Linked DNA regions of Danio rerio: region 2 is linked to region 1. Evidence: chromatin contacts called from public Micro-C data. All regions are on one chromosome and are shown on one strand. Each heading gives the region's core, a stretch centred on a gene start, on an enhancer-like site or on the middle of the called end of the contact. The rest is flanking DNA. Distances are from core to core; before and after follow the strand shown. Region 1 holds the start of cica (capicua transcriptional repressor a). Region 2 has its middle 17 kb from the start of erf.

What was found. A called contact is a pair of places that touch in the nucleus more often than the background predicts.
Region 2: a contact with region 1 is called in a Micro-C map of caudal fin, with 5 times the contacts expected there. The contact joins the enhancer-like site here to the promoter of cica in region 1. A contact is called at or near these places in 9 of 18 Hi-C or Micro-C datasets (caudal fin, embryo, fibroblasts and 3 more) and 1 of 4 datasets of contacts at active chromatin or transcription factors (caudal fin).

The regions. Positions count from the first base shown.
Region 1 is chr19:7,072,608-7,080,047 of GRCz12tu, reverse strand. It overlaps cica (capicua transcriptional repressor a), which reads left to right and starts at 3,516. Exons shown (of 20, transcript XM_009294004.4): 1 at 3,516-3,664.
Region 2 is chr19:7,148,764-7,156,203 of GRCz12tu, reverse strand. No RefSeq gene overlaps it. Among named protein-coding and RNA genes, the nearest start is that of erf, 17 kb to the right of the region's middle. Within about 2 kb of position 3,758, at least 3 of the 62 cell types and tissues checked have an H3K27ac peak or open chromatin away from gene starts, as enhancers often do. A contact at or near this core is called in caudal fin, where this site is marked.

The sequences.
Region 1 (7,440 bases), core at 2,267-4,766:
TTTAAGGACTCAAAATATAGGATTTTATATTCTATATTATCTATTGTTATTTTCTGCAACTAACTGATCTAAGTTATAATATTGTAATTAGATGCAGTTACAATGCTCATAATCAGATTACCATGACTTCCTTGTGGATTACATGATTATATATTATTTACACAATGGAAGTGAATTATTCATAATTGATCCTCCTCTTTATTTATTAAACTGCTTCGTGTAATAATTTAGTTTTAAATATTCACAATATTAACATGAAAATGTGAAGTAAACGAAAACATACATAAATGGATAAAGACAAAAGGATAAGGTTAGTTAAAAGTAGTTTAAAAGTAATCCAAAGGTATTTTGAATGCATTAAAATAAGCTGGAGATTATCTATCTATCTATCTATCTATCTATCTATCTATCTATCTATCCATCCATCCATCCATCCATCCATCCATCCATCCATCCATCCATCCATCCATCCATCCATCCATCCATCCATCCATCTATCTGCATTCAGACAGACAGATAGATAGATAGATAGATAGATAGATAGATAGAATAAAAATAAAAAATAAGGTAAAAGTAGTTTAAAAGTAATCCAATTTATTTAAATATATTAAATAAAAAAATCTATCTATCTATCTATCTATCTATCTATCTATCTATCTATCTATCTATCTATCTATCTATCTATCTATCTATCTATCCATCTATCCATCTATCCATCTATCTATCAATCAGTCTATTTTATATAATGTATTAAACATACTTTTGGACTTTTAGACTAATTTTAACGCAAATTAAAAGTAATTTAAAGTAACCCAAAAGTAATCTGAATACATAAAATAAGTTAGATTATTTAATTGATGAGTTTTTGTCATGCAAATTCCATCCATCCGTCATTCATTCAACAATCCATCCATCAATTTTAGATATTCAGACTACTTTTGGATTACTTTTAAACTTCTTTTAACTCAACTATAGATTGATGGATGGATGGATGGATGGATCAATTGACAGACAGACAGACAGACAGATAGATAGATAGATAGATAGATAGATAGATAGATAGATAGATAGATAGATAGATAGATAGATAGATAGATAGATAGATAGATAGATAGATAGATATTTTGGATTCCACCTTGATGTTACCTTACTTTATGGTATTATTGCTCTTCTTCTGATCTACACTCGAGATCCTCAAATACTCCGGTGTACATGTGAATGTCTGTGAGGGTTTGTTTTTAAGTCAGAGCAGAGTAGATGTTTGTTTACTAATGCTATGAGTCAAATACTCAAATAGGCCGCATGTACACCAGAGCCCTTTCAAAGCCTTCTTTGTTCTTGATGATATTCTCATCAAAGTGTGAGACTAGTCAACCTGAAAGTCTCAGTATGACAAACTGTTTTACATTTAGCCATCTCCTTTCCTTTCGTTTTCGCTTGGTTTTATAGGTCAGGACGAAACTGGCCTTTGAGCGTTGACATAACTCCTGATCATCCTTATCATAGTTAAATGTTAACACCACACAAGACAAACAGCTGCTCGTATATAAACATATATCTGTATTGAACGTCAACCCCTGGCAGGAGCTATAACTGAACAACAGCACAGGGTGTGGCGTGTGTTTAGAGATTACAGCGTGTGTGTGTGTGTGTGTGTGGATGAGGGAGCACTGTGTGTTTCTGTGTGCGCGTTATGCAACTTTTCATTGCATGCCATAATTGCATGCAGGGTGCGTGACGGTCCAGCTGAGCTGTGATGCATACACTGATGATCTCCATAGTACACACAGACACACACACACACACATACACACACCCACAAACATTTGCATGAGCTGAGACCACACATTTATTCAAACATGGCCACCCACTACGATACAATCACATTAAAAGTCAATTTGCAATGCAGAAATATGGATGTGCTACACTCTGTGGCAGTGCATTTGAAGGCTTCATTTAGAGTAATTTAGTCAGAAACCCTTCCTGTTTGGCTGCAGTGATGGCAACAGGCATAATGAGCTCATCACAGGGCTTGGCCATTGGTCTGGAGACCCCTGCGGTTTGGCCAATCACGGGTCGACTTGATGACGCTGCCTTGAGGAAGGCGGGCTCAAGGTTGCCGCTGACGTCATAAGCTGCCCTGTGATTGGCTGGATTCGTCGAGGTATATAAAGTGTAGAATGAACCAGGAGTTTTTGTGGTTGGTTTTCTTTTTAGGTTTCTTTTTTGTTGAATGAAATATGTTCTGACAAAGAAACGAACTTTTTTACTCTTCATTATTTACCTAAACTTCATCCCTGTTGGAAAATCCCATTTCAAAAGCAAAGTTACCAGGGGGTTTCCATCAGAACTGACTATTATATTAATAATAAACAATATGGAAACTAATATTCAAGTCTAATATTAAAGTCTTAAGTCTACATTTTATGGGAATTTTTTTTATTTAATTTTTGTTATTAGTTTATATAGTTATAAATATATATTATACTGATGTATGATTAGTGTATTATTAAACTTAATTATTTAATCAATATATTATATAAAAAATAATAAAAATTATTATTTATATAATATATATATATATATATATATATGACATATATATGACATCACGGTGGTGCAGTGGGTTGTGATGTTGCCTCATAGCAAGAAGGTTGCTGGTTCACGCCTCGGCTGGGTCAGTTGGCATTTCTGTGTGGAGTTTGCATGTTCTCCCTGTGTTCGCGTGGGTTTCCTCCGTGTGCTCCGGTTTACCCCACAGTACATAGACATGCTCTAACAGTGAATTGAATAAATTTGCCGTACTGTATGTGTGTGAATGAGAGTGTATGGATGATTCCCAGTGATGGGTTGCAGCTGGAAGGGCATCCACTGCGTAAAACACATGCTGGATAAGTTGGCAGTTCATTCCGCTGTGGTGACCCCTGATTAATAAAGGGACTAAGCCGACAAGAAAATAAATTAATGAATGGAACATATATATATGTGTATGTGTATGTATATATGTATATATATATATATATATATATATATATATATATATATATATATATATATATATATATATAATACTTATACTACTTATATTTAAAATCTATATAAATTAACTTATACACACACACACACACACACACACACGCACACACACACACACACATATATATATATATATATACTTGTATACTTTTTAAATGGGATTTTCTTATGTATACTGGTTTGTGCAGTGATGCATTAAATGCTAATTTTAAATTTTGATAATTTTCTCTGTATCGCCCACCTACTCCCTTCGGCTGCCCCTCCCTTTAACTCCCATTTGCTGCTGCCGTTTCAGGATCAACCAGCTGTTTCTTGTTTTCCCATAACGCGATTGGCCCGAACGACCTGTCAATCAAGCGGACTTTGACAGATGGCTCCGCCCTCGTCGCCGCTACAGGCTACTGTACAGTTTTGTGGACGCTGATTGGCTCTCGGCGCTGGTTGTCAAGGCTTAGTGCTTCATTCACCATTTTGCGACTGTAGAGTACCCTGGAACCTCAACGGCTGGACTTTTTCTCGTTTGCGGAAGAAAAACACTCTTTGCAAAACCTTTCTCGGGGATTCCGCGGTTTTATAGGCTCTGTTTGTGCATCGACACCATTTCGACGGCAATGTAAATATCCACGGGGTGAGTTGAAACCTTTCATCTGCAGCACTGCAGTGATCTGCCTATATGTTTAATGCTGTGTTTTGCCTTTACGTCGCGGATCCATACACAGTGCTTCGCTGTCACTTGTTTATTTTTTCTTTAGTGGATTGTATAAAATGGCGGAGTAAGCATTTTAACATACACACACACACACACACATTGAAAGGGAGGGGTGGAGGTGCACAGTCAGCCTAAAAACTTTTTTTTTCCTGAAAATGTTTGTGTGACACAACAGCTACAGCTTCAACAAACTGCTTTTGTCTATTCTTTTAGCATCCAGTGACTGTCATTGCTTAAATCCGCTGTTTTTATGTAAAGACAAGGCGATTGTTTTGTTATTTAAACTTGACTGTTTCGTCTAAATATATTTTAGTTGCATTCAGTAAGTGTAAATCGGATGCTTTAATCCTCCAGCCTTTCTCTATATGTTTGAGAAAGATAGTTTTTGTATTTTCTCCCATATTTAATAATATGGGCACGGTCGCCCTCGATTCAGAAGCCTGAGGGAGACGGGAAACTGCTCTGCGGCCTTGTGTTATGGAGGAGGCCTACGCCACTCCACTGTGTCGTAGGTGGTTGTAAGCGTAGAGTAGGGCACTACAACCAATAAAAGCGCTTGACACAGATACGGCGCTGTACTACTCAGCAAAACTTTCGCAAGTCGATGACAGCGGTGGCATTGTTGATGAGAAACAGGGCTTTTACTTTGTTTCAGGGCATTTGTGTTCATTTGGAGTCCTGTTGCATAGGAACATTTATTACTGTGCAGTTAGCAAGTCATTATAAGATTGAGTTGGTATTTTGGTGGGTCATTTGGTGCATTGCAAATGAACGTATTGCTGTTCTGCAATTTTTACATTTTACTTGAAAATATTTACTTTTCATTGATTTATGTATTCATGTGCATTGAGTTTAAATGTGACAGCAATCAAGTATTCATCTCCAACCTTGCTATTGGTAGCACCATGCATTTTAAAATCATTAAAGTTGCATTATGGGTGTCACCATGTTGACATCATATGGCTACTGTTGATGGTTACTACTGCTAATGATACCACAAAACAAAATTTAAATGTCTGTTTTATAAACATTTAAAATATAAATGTGTATAAATGAGTACACTCTCAGATTTCTCAGAAAAAAACCCATATAACCTTTGTATAAGGGGTCTTATAGATCAGAGATGCCCAAAGTAGGGCCTGCAGGCCAAAGCTGGCCCACTGTCACCTTTGATTTGGCCCACCATCCCTTCTGAGAGAAGAGTGAGAATGAGTGGGTCAAATGACTTTAAAAGAAGTCATCATTTCTAATTTGATGTAACATTTTTTGTTAGTACAAGGCCCTTTCATCGCTGCTTGCAGCTTTATTTTGTTTGTTTTATTGCTGAGCTGCAAAAAAGCAAACTAAAATTAAATGTTTTAATTAAATGTTGCAAATGAATCTGATTTTTAAAAGTGTAAATACTGTCACTCGACAGATAGAGGACTATGCGGAAGACATTGGTGATTAAATCGAGGCAAAAACTAGTGTATTTCTGTTATAAATGAGATCGTTTTGTTTTTATTAGTTATTATGAAGCAATGTTTTCTAGTCATTTTTAAATAATATTAAATAAATTGGGAAATGACCCATGGCAACTATATGTACCTTCAGCCCACTAGCCTCAAGCAAGTTTGAATTTTGGCCCTTCACAAGAAAAATTTAGGCACCCCTGCTATAGATCTGTGTTGTTCTTGTTTTTTTTTTTCACGTTATATTGGAATCATCAGAATTATTTTAAATGATTACTCTTTAGTGAAGAAACAAATGTAAAACATTAAGAAAGAAAATTGGCAGTTCATTCCACTGTAGAAGGTGAATGAGGAGTCAAGGAGGCCATACAAAACATTAGATTTAGTTGTAGGCGGTAATTATTTTTGCAACACCTCATTTGATTGTAAATGTTAAATTCTGCGTGACTTGAAAGTCGTAGGTATGTTGTTTTGCATTTCTGAGAAAAACTTTATACTAAATGAGAAAAATAGAGGGTGTGGTTTGCTTTTTTACTGTGACCTGATTGGATGTAGTAAAGTAGACACTTTGTTTATTTTAAAGCTAACAGTCGGAGGGACGTGATTGCTCAAGCCCACTCTGAGGTGTCAATCTGATGACATCAGTCTGTCATTTCAGGGCGGTGGTGCATTTCTATTTTTCAGATTGACTTTCACATATGAATCGTTCACCACAAACTAGCAATGTGCACTAACAAACTTAAATGTATTATATGTCATAATGTAAAGATGTTAGTAGTACTGCTGCACAATATATGGAACTCAGCGGATACAATGCTGCTCAGCAAATATGAGTACACCCCCCCAAAATCTCTTCTTTAAATTAATATTTTTGGTAGGATGCTTTACGTTATTATATTTGTGCATATACATTAGTTTAGTCAGTGCTGGAGCCAAATCTGGAGCTAAGCCAACAAAATAACTTACAATAATGGTTAAATAATTAGTAGCACAAATTAATAAGTTAGGGAGAAATATTAAATAAAAATTTCAAAAATAACAAAAATCAAGAAAAACAAAAATATATTTAAAATTTAGTTTAAAAGCTGTAGTTTTTTGCAATATTTTCGATGAATTTAAATGTATTATCTTTCCATTTCTAAAGATGTTCTGTGATTAAAATATGATTTAATAAATATATCTGTTTAATGAATCTGATTTGTTCAAATGCACCATAATATATTACCCATATTCGCTGAGAACTGAATAAGAATATTAATTTTGTACTATATTTTCCCGTTTCCTGATACATATTAATTGTAATCTAAAGATGTTTGTGTAGAGCTGCTAGTAGTTGTTTGTAGTATAGTTCGATATATTGTGCAGCTCTACTACTAACATCTTTAGATTGCAACAAATATGTATTAGGCAATGATTTGCATAAAATTAATTACATTTAATAATTAAATAAAAATATATCAATTATTATATAATACAAAAGTACATTTTTGTGCCTGCCATTAGGACGTCCTCTGAAAGACTCTTCAGCACATCTCTGAAACTAAGCACAGTGGACATGCTGGTTTTCTTATTTAAAAATCTGCGTTGATTTTAGTATCGATGTTGAAATACTATGATGACCAAGCAAGCTATACTAAAAAGCAATAAGGCCGCAATGTAACTCCACTTTGTTTCAAGTGTTTTGCTTCTTTGATTGAATTTGATGCTTTTAGATAAAACTACATCAGTAGTGCAAAGTCTTGGTGATATGTATTTAATTACATTTTTGTTTGTTTCCACTGTTAAAATGTCTGAATTGTTTTACGCAGCATGGCTGTTCACTTACAGAAGTTGTAGTGATGCTTTTTTCCCCATGAACTAATATGAAACATACGTTGGTTATATACATATTTTTAAACGTATCACATCCCATACCATATAGTCGCCTCACAGCAAGGAGATCACTGGTTCGCCACTTGTATATCGTCCAAGCTTATAACAGGGTTCGAAATGAACCTTTTTGCTTGGTAGCACCGGTGCTCCTAATTTAAAAAAATTAGGCGCATCGGCCAAAATTTAGTCACACACACCAATTATAAGCACCGTTACTACAAGTTTTATGTAAACAGATTTATTGCATTTGAAATCAACACTAGTCAAACTAACAAGCAAAAAAATATGCGTGCGTGAGGAAAATATGTCTCAACGAAATCCCATTATCACAAGAAAATACATTTTCATATCATAACCGAGTGACCAAATGAT
Region 2 (7,440 bases), core at 2,509-5,008, 76 kb before region 1:
ATGCCAACTACACGACTGTGGTCACTTTCGACTCTGTATCTGCGTTTTTTTGCGAAGATCCTTTTTCCTCTCTGTCGGTGTGTGTCTCGCTCTTACCTCAGAAGCTCTTCATGGAATTTGAATCTGGATTTTTCGTTCAGAACTGTTGAACTGTCTGTTACTCATCGCTCTCTGTGTGCCTGTTGTATGGGGTGGGAACGGGGTGGGCAAAGATGGGAAGGGGGCAAACAGCCAATAAGTGTTAGGATTAAAGTGCAACTTTAGACCAAAAAAATGTGTCCATGTCTCGTTCTGTTTTCCTCCATTAGGTCACTGTGAAATTTCGAAATAAATCTAGATTTCAAACTAACCCAGCAGGCACATGATGTCAGCATGACGTCAAATTGACGTTGTACCCCAACATTGTGGGATGTTGGTAAATGAAAATCGGGTTGACATCAGAACCCAACATCAGGCCAATGTCACACTTTGGTCACTTTCCAATGCAACCTAAAAACAATAAAATATCAACGTCTAATGATGTTACAACTTGACAATGTGTGGACGTTACCAATATGGCATCTATCATACCATCAGTTGGATTTTGATTGCCATACCTGACGAATAAATGTCAGTATTTGACGTCAATATGGTGCTGGTTTATGATGGTGGCTCGACATTAGATTTTAGTCACTTTCCAACACAACATAATGTTACAGCTTGACGTTGTGTGGACATTCCCACTAAGACGTTGGATTTTGGTTGCCATACCTGACAAATAAATGTCAGTGTTTGACGTCAATATGACGTTGGTTTAAGATGTTGGCTTGACGTTGGATTTTTGCTCACTTTCCAACAAAACCTAAAATCAACCATATATCAATCATTTCACGTCGTTATTGGATGTCGAAATAACATTGTCTTTAGACGATGCCAACCTAAATCAAACCTAATATTAATGTCTTATGACGTTGTTTGTCTGCTGGGAGGTTTGTTTAGATTTTAAAGGCAGAAACACACAAAGTGTGTTTAATATCTGCATTATATTTTATATAAAATAGCCTGTTATTGTTGGTATAAGTTTCAGAAGGGTTTCAGAACATTTGGATGTTCATTAACAGTATATCACTATTCAGGCATATTGAGCTTTTACACCTAAACGAAGAGTGAAAGAACACTTTGCTTTGAGTGTAACATGGCCTATACCCTTTAAAAAGCTTGGAGGTGTGGAGAAAATTCCACTGTCAACTTTAGGTTAATGTCATTTTAACCCTGGGTTAAGTAACATTTGACACCACTGTTAACCCTGGGTAATAAGGCACTTTTACAGTTCCAAAGGTGTGTTTAGTTAAAGTGCTGTGATGGACGAGTTTTGTTAAACTGATCAGTTTCATTAATGAACTCATTCATACATTTTCCTTCGGCTTAGTGCCTTTATTTATCAGGGGTCACCACAGCAGAATGAACCAACAACTTGTCCAACATATGTTTTAAACAGTGGATGCTCTTCCAGCCACAACTCATACACTTACATTCCCCCTCATACACTATGGCCAATTTACTGTTGAAGTCATAATTATTAGCCCCCTGAATTATCAGACATTTTGCTTATTTTTTCCCTAATTTCTGCTTGACAGAGAAGATTTTCAACACATTTCTAAACATAATAGTTTTAATAACTCATTTCTAATAACTGATTTATTTTGTCTTTGCCATGATGACAGTGAATAATATTTTACTAGATATTTTAAAGACACTTCTATACATCTTAAAGTGACATTTAAAGGCTTAACTAGGTTAATTAGGTTAACTAGGCAGGTTAGGGTGATTAGGGAACTTATTGTATAACGATGGTTTGTTCCCTAGACTATCGAGAAAAAAAATAGCTCAAAGGGGCTAACAATTTTGTCCTTAAAATTGTGTTTAAAAAATTAAAAACTGCTTTTATTCTAGCCGAAATAAAACAAATAAGACTTTCTCCAGAAGTAAAAAATATTATCAGACATACTGTAAAAATTTCCTCGCTCTGTTAAACATCATTTGGGAAATATTTAAAAAAAACAAGGACAAAATTCAAGGGGGGCTAATAGTTCTAATAGCTAATAAGCTAATAGCTTACCCAGTTCACCTATAGCACATGTCTTTGGACTGTGGGGGAAACCAGAACACCTGGAGAAAACCCACCTGAACAAAGGAAGAACATGCAAACTCCACACAGAAACAACAACTGGCCCAGCCGGGGTTTGAACCAGCAACCTTCTTGCTGTAAGGCGACAGTCCTGACCACTGAGCCAACGTGCCACCTCATTGGTGAATTGTCTAATTAAAAGAAGATTCAAGATTCATTCCACGCCTTGCAGTTTGTCTAATAGGTTTAATTTTATAAATATGTAAATAGGAACCGTAATTCAGGGTTTACATCAAATTTACAGTGAACCTGCAAAACCTTGTCTACATGAAATTTACTATTAATCATTGGCCTTACATACAATAATAGGATCAATAAACGTGGGACTAGATGATTATTTAATGAGTTTAGTACAAATAACAGCATTAGTGGCATGATTATTGCAAAAAAAAAAAAAAAAAACTTCAGTTAAGTTTACATTCAAATATATCAAGCTGATCATTTAAGTATTTTCATTTCATGGTTCTGTTAAAACCGTCTGTTTAAGCTGTGCTGCTGTTAACGTCATTATTTTTCCAGTCACTTTATCGTTTTATGGTTTCTGTTGCCAAGGCAACTCGGTAGTAAATTGTGTCCACATTATATTTACTTACATTATAGCAGGCGCAGACATTAGTGAGTTTTTAATGTGTCACTCCTTCAATACATGTCTTCTAAAATGACAGGTAACTGAGTAGGCTATCGCTCAAATGGTTTGTTATGAACGAAAACATTTATGTAATATCTGGCCAACAGTCACGCAATGGAAATCCAGGTCTTTAGGAAAATAACCAGGAAAAACATTAGGTATGGGAATGTAAGGCATTCCCAAACACTTTCAAGTTTTAACACTAACAAGCTGATGAGTACTCGGGCTGGGGTCTCTAAAAACCACTCTCTTAAAAGCTAGTTATGATGTGTTTTGAGAAGTCAGTCAGGCACCACTTTTTAACATCCACCGCAGTTCTTGACCTCTTTTGCTGTGACGTTATTGTGCTGTCACTTCTACATATTACATATAAATATTTGGATGGTTTGGTAGTCCAACAGTCTATTTACCACATACTCGTCTAAATTTTAAAAAGCATCATTTGGCTAATCTTAAAAAGTAGCCTAGCATACATCAGTAACACAACAAATGGTAAGTCTGTATGAATATAGGGTAACTGCAGTATTAAAGTAGCCTATTTGTGCTAGGCTACATTGTAGCCTACTTTGTCTAAATTTACATTTAAATGTGTTATAAATACATTTAAATGTAATTGTTTTGCTATTTATGATATGGTTACTAAGTTTACTGTAATAAAACTATCACAAGAAAATTGTTTATATAATCGGCTAAAGCTGGCAACTCAAACAATTTCGACTGTAGGCTTCAGATAAATATAACTGCCAGTTTGTTGCAAGTTTACCGGCTTAAACCAGCTAGAAACGAGCAAGACAACATGTTCAAATACACAACGACAGGTTTAAACTAAATTGTTTTGTTAATGTTATATAAAGCGTGAGGAAAACACGACCTCAAAATCACCTCACCTTTCCCGCCAATGTGCTCTGACTGGATAGAATGTTTTAGCAACGATATGCAGTGCAAATGTTAACCACTAGATGGACACCACACTCCATCTGTTTTCACACGGAAAATCATTCTAGATAGGATTTTACTAGATTACGGGATGATTTCCACTTGCAAAACCGACTAAATGACTGCGGTGGGAACTCATGTAAATAACCTCTTGACTGTTAACTTCCCATTTCGTGAGAGAACCCAGTGATGGGTGAGTTGTTTTGAATACATATTTGAATGTTAGCTGTGGATCTGAACAACTGCAAATGCAGTTTCACGTGAGGCAAACTTATTTTTGAACATTTAGTTTAATTTAAAGCCCTTTTTTTAACAATTTACATATTGTTTGTTTAGTGCGTTTGATTATACAAACGTGGTCACATAAATGTATTAGCTAAATATATGTTTACTACGTTATTGGGCTATAGCGGGAAAAAGCTCTAAAACAAATGTTACATTTTTAAGCATTTTGTTATGATAGGACCATTTACAGCTTTACAGTTACCATTTACAACTGTGTTTAGCTAGTAGGGGTAGGTCACAACAATTACTAGCTAATCATAAAAGCAGAAAACACATATAATCAAGGTAAATCTAACCCAGAACCAGACTAGTTATTGATGGTGTCCATTTTTGAATGGTTATTGACTAGTTTGCTATACACATACTATTAATATTTCTACTGCACAAATCTAGCAATCAGGGGTGTAGCGGACATTTTAAAAGTGAGGAGGGACAGCTATATGAGATCCAAAAGTTTAAGTTCAAATAATTATTAATCACCTGTTCCTAAATGGTCTGTCTCTAAATGTGAGGGGGACGTATCCCCCCGGTTGCTACGTCCTTGCTAGCAACAATGTTGGGCCTCAGTATTGGGTGCAATGGGCTATCTGCACAGCTGGTGTTTTCAGCCAATGATGAACTTCTGATGAAAGGTTTATGTGATTAATTTAAATTTTAAAAGGTTCCTTTTACAGCATCAATGCTGTAATGTAATTCAAATATAATCAGTTAAATAGACTTAATTATTCATTTGGTTGTTAAAGAGATGAAAGGCCGTTTAAACGCAAGCGCCGTTATTAGCAGCAGGCTAGCACAAAAACTAGTACTGTAAAAATATGCTCTGTATGAATCAGTTCAGAGAAACAGATCATTCTAATTTTTATACAAATGTTTTTTGCTGAATAATTAGATTTATGTACCAAAAAGGTTACATTTGTCCAACAATTTATTAAGAAACAATAATTAATTAATGATAATTTATGGCATATAAAATTTTTTTTTACTTGTGTTAATGTGAGTAAATTTATATTCCGTTTTTAAATGAATTATAGTATAATTATTGACTAATATAAAAGTGTTTGTTTAATTTATTTACAATACAGTTTGTAAAGTCATATTTTCTGTCTTTTAGTAGAGATATTATATGAGAGACTTTCTTTGTTTACCAAATAAGTGGATCTAGTAACGGTACTCCCAAAACAATTGCGCAAAAAATCTGCAGTTTTTTTACAAAATTCTCCACAGAAATAGCAAATGTCTGCAAATTCTGTCTGACCCTTTCTCATAGGGTAGTTTTTAATAGTCCCGACTCTAGCAATTCAATCACTTATTGAGTATTTGGAAAGTAATTTAATTACAATTTTAATTACGTAAATATTATTATTATTACTTTTTTAAGTAACTTACCCACCACTGGTAGGTCTGTAGCTACTTGATGTACCTGAAATCATAGCATTGAGCTCTTGTCATTGATGAAATCTTTCACATCAATGATGCAATTCACATCATCGTATTGCAGCGTGCCATGGCGGGCCTTCGTAATCTCTCGATGAGCATATAATGTTGAACATGATCATTTGTATATGCCACAAAAGCAAGACATGGTAAGATAACTCAGCCTCTCTCATTTACTCATCCATGTCCTCTGCATTGAAACACAAAGCCAACACTTCCAACAAATCAGGTCCTTCATAGTCAAGGCCTTATGCTTTACATCAGCCGGGAAAACGTGTAGGCTGGAGTACTTGCAGAAGCAAAAATATATTAATATAAATGTGGAAGACATTGACATGCCGGCTTACCATTTAAAATGTAAACCACAATCCACATTGAGCATTTCCTTTCACTGGAAAATCTTCTGAAATCCAATCCTGTTTTTATCTTATTTCTTCTGCAGAGCACAAAAGAAGATGTTTTGAAGAAGGTTTCAACACATGCTTCAGATTTATCACGTTAAGTTGATCCATTTGACTAAATATCAGTACTTGAAGGGCGATTTATAGCATGCTCAACAAAAAAAGTTTCAATCTACACCAATCATCATAGCAACCACGTAGAGAACAGCCTAACAACTACTCTGAGCACCTTTTAGTAGCATTTAGTTTTGTATATGAAAGCAAAACTAGCTTTTCTTGCTTTTCATCAGTTGTCTGGATCTCTCTTAGGGAATATTCATACATTTATTTTAATTTCTAAAAAAAACTTTAGAAGATCCCAAGGCGTTCCCAGGCCAGCAAAGAGACATAGTCTCTCCAGCGTGTCCTGGGTCTTCCCCGGGGCCTACTCCTGGTGGGACATGCCTGGAACACCTCCCCAGGTAGACGTCCAGGAGGCATCCGAAACAGATGCCCAAGCCAAATCAGACTTCTCTCGATGTGGAGTAGCAGCGGCTCTACTTCGACTATTTCCTTCTCCAAAACATACATTCAATCATTTTCCTTCAGCTAAGTCCCTTATTCATCAGGTTTTACCACAGTGGAATGAACCACTAACTTTTCCGGCATATGTTTTACACAGCAGATGCCCTTTCAGCCACAACTCAGCACTGGGAAACACCCATACACACATGCACTCGTTTAGTTTATCCAATTCACCTATAGCGCATGTCTTTGGACTGTGGGGGAAACTGGAGGAAACCCACGCCAACAAGGGAACTCCACACAGAAATGCCAACTGGCCTAGCTGGGACTCGAATCAGCGACCTTCTTACTGTGAGGCGACAGTGCTAACCACTGAGCCACCATGCTGCCTTCTCAAAAATATTGAAGAAGATATTTCACTCTGTCTATATAACGAAACAGTGGACAACAATGACCTTCAATAATAGTGACCTAAAAACCTGCACTTACTTTTCGAAATCCCTTCACTGGTGTTCGGTAAGTATAAGAGAATGATGATGAGTGCTTTTTTATTAGAGAAAATCTGATTACGTAGATGCATTTAGCTAAATTTCAGTTTCTAGAAGGTCACGTTGCGATTATAGTGCTCATCAAAAAGAATAAAAAGGCCTGAGCCCAGCTCAAATATAGTTACTTGAGTCCTTTGTTCGGCGTGCCAACCTGCGACGTAGACGTTCCCGGTGGCTTGTCATTATAACTGCATTTAATGATTATGTATTATTATCTTGGCTTATATCTACGTGCGGTTGGAGACTAATGGCCATAGCAACAGACACAGCGAGGTGTTTCTCGACACCCGACAAACGTGATTGAGGTTGGAGCGTTGGCAAGCTGTCGGCACACCACAGTCATCCTGGCACTGGGTACACAAACAGATATTCTCACCCGCTTTCTTTATTTCTCTCCCCCTCACAAACCGACACTGTGTTCCTCTCGCTGCAATACACACAAACACACACACATTTCCTCTGTGTTAAAAGGCAGGGCTGAGACTTCACTGCCAGTGAGGTAATGAGGCCTCCGTTGCCACACAGTCTGCTTCAGTT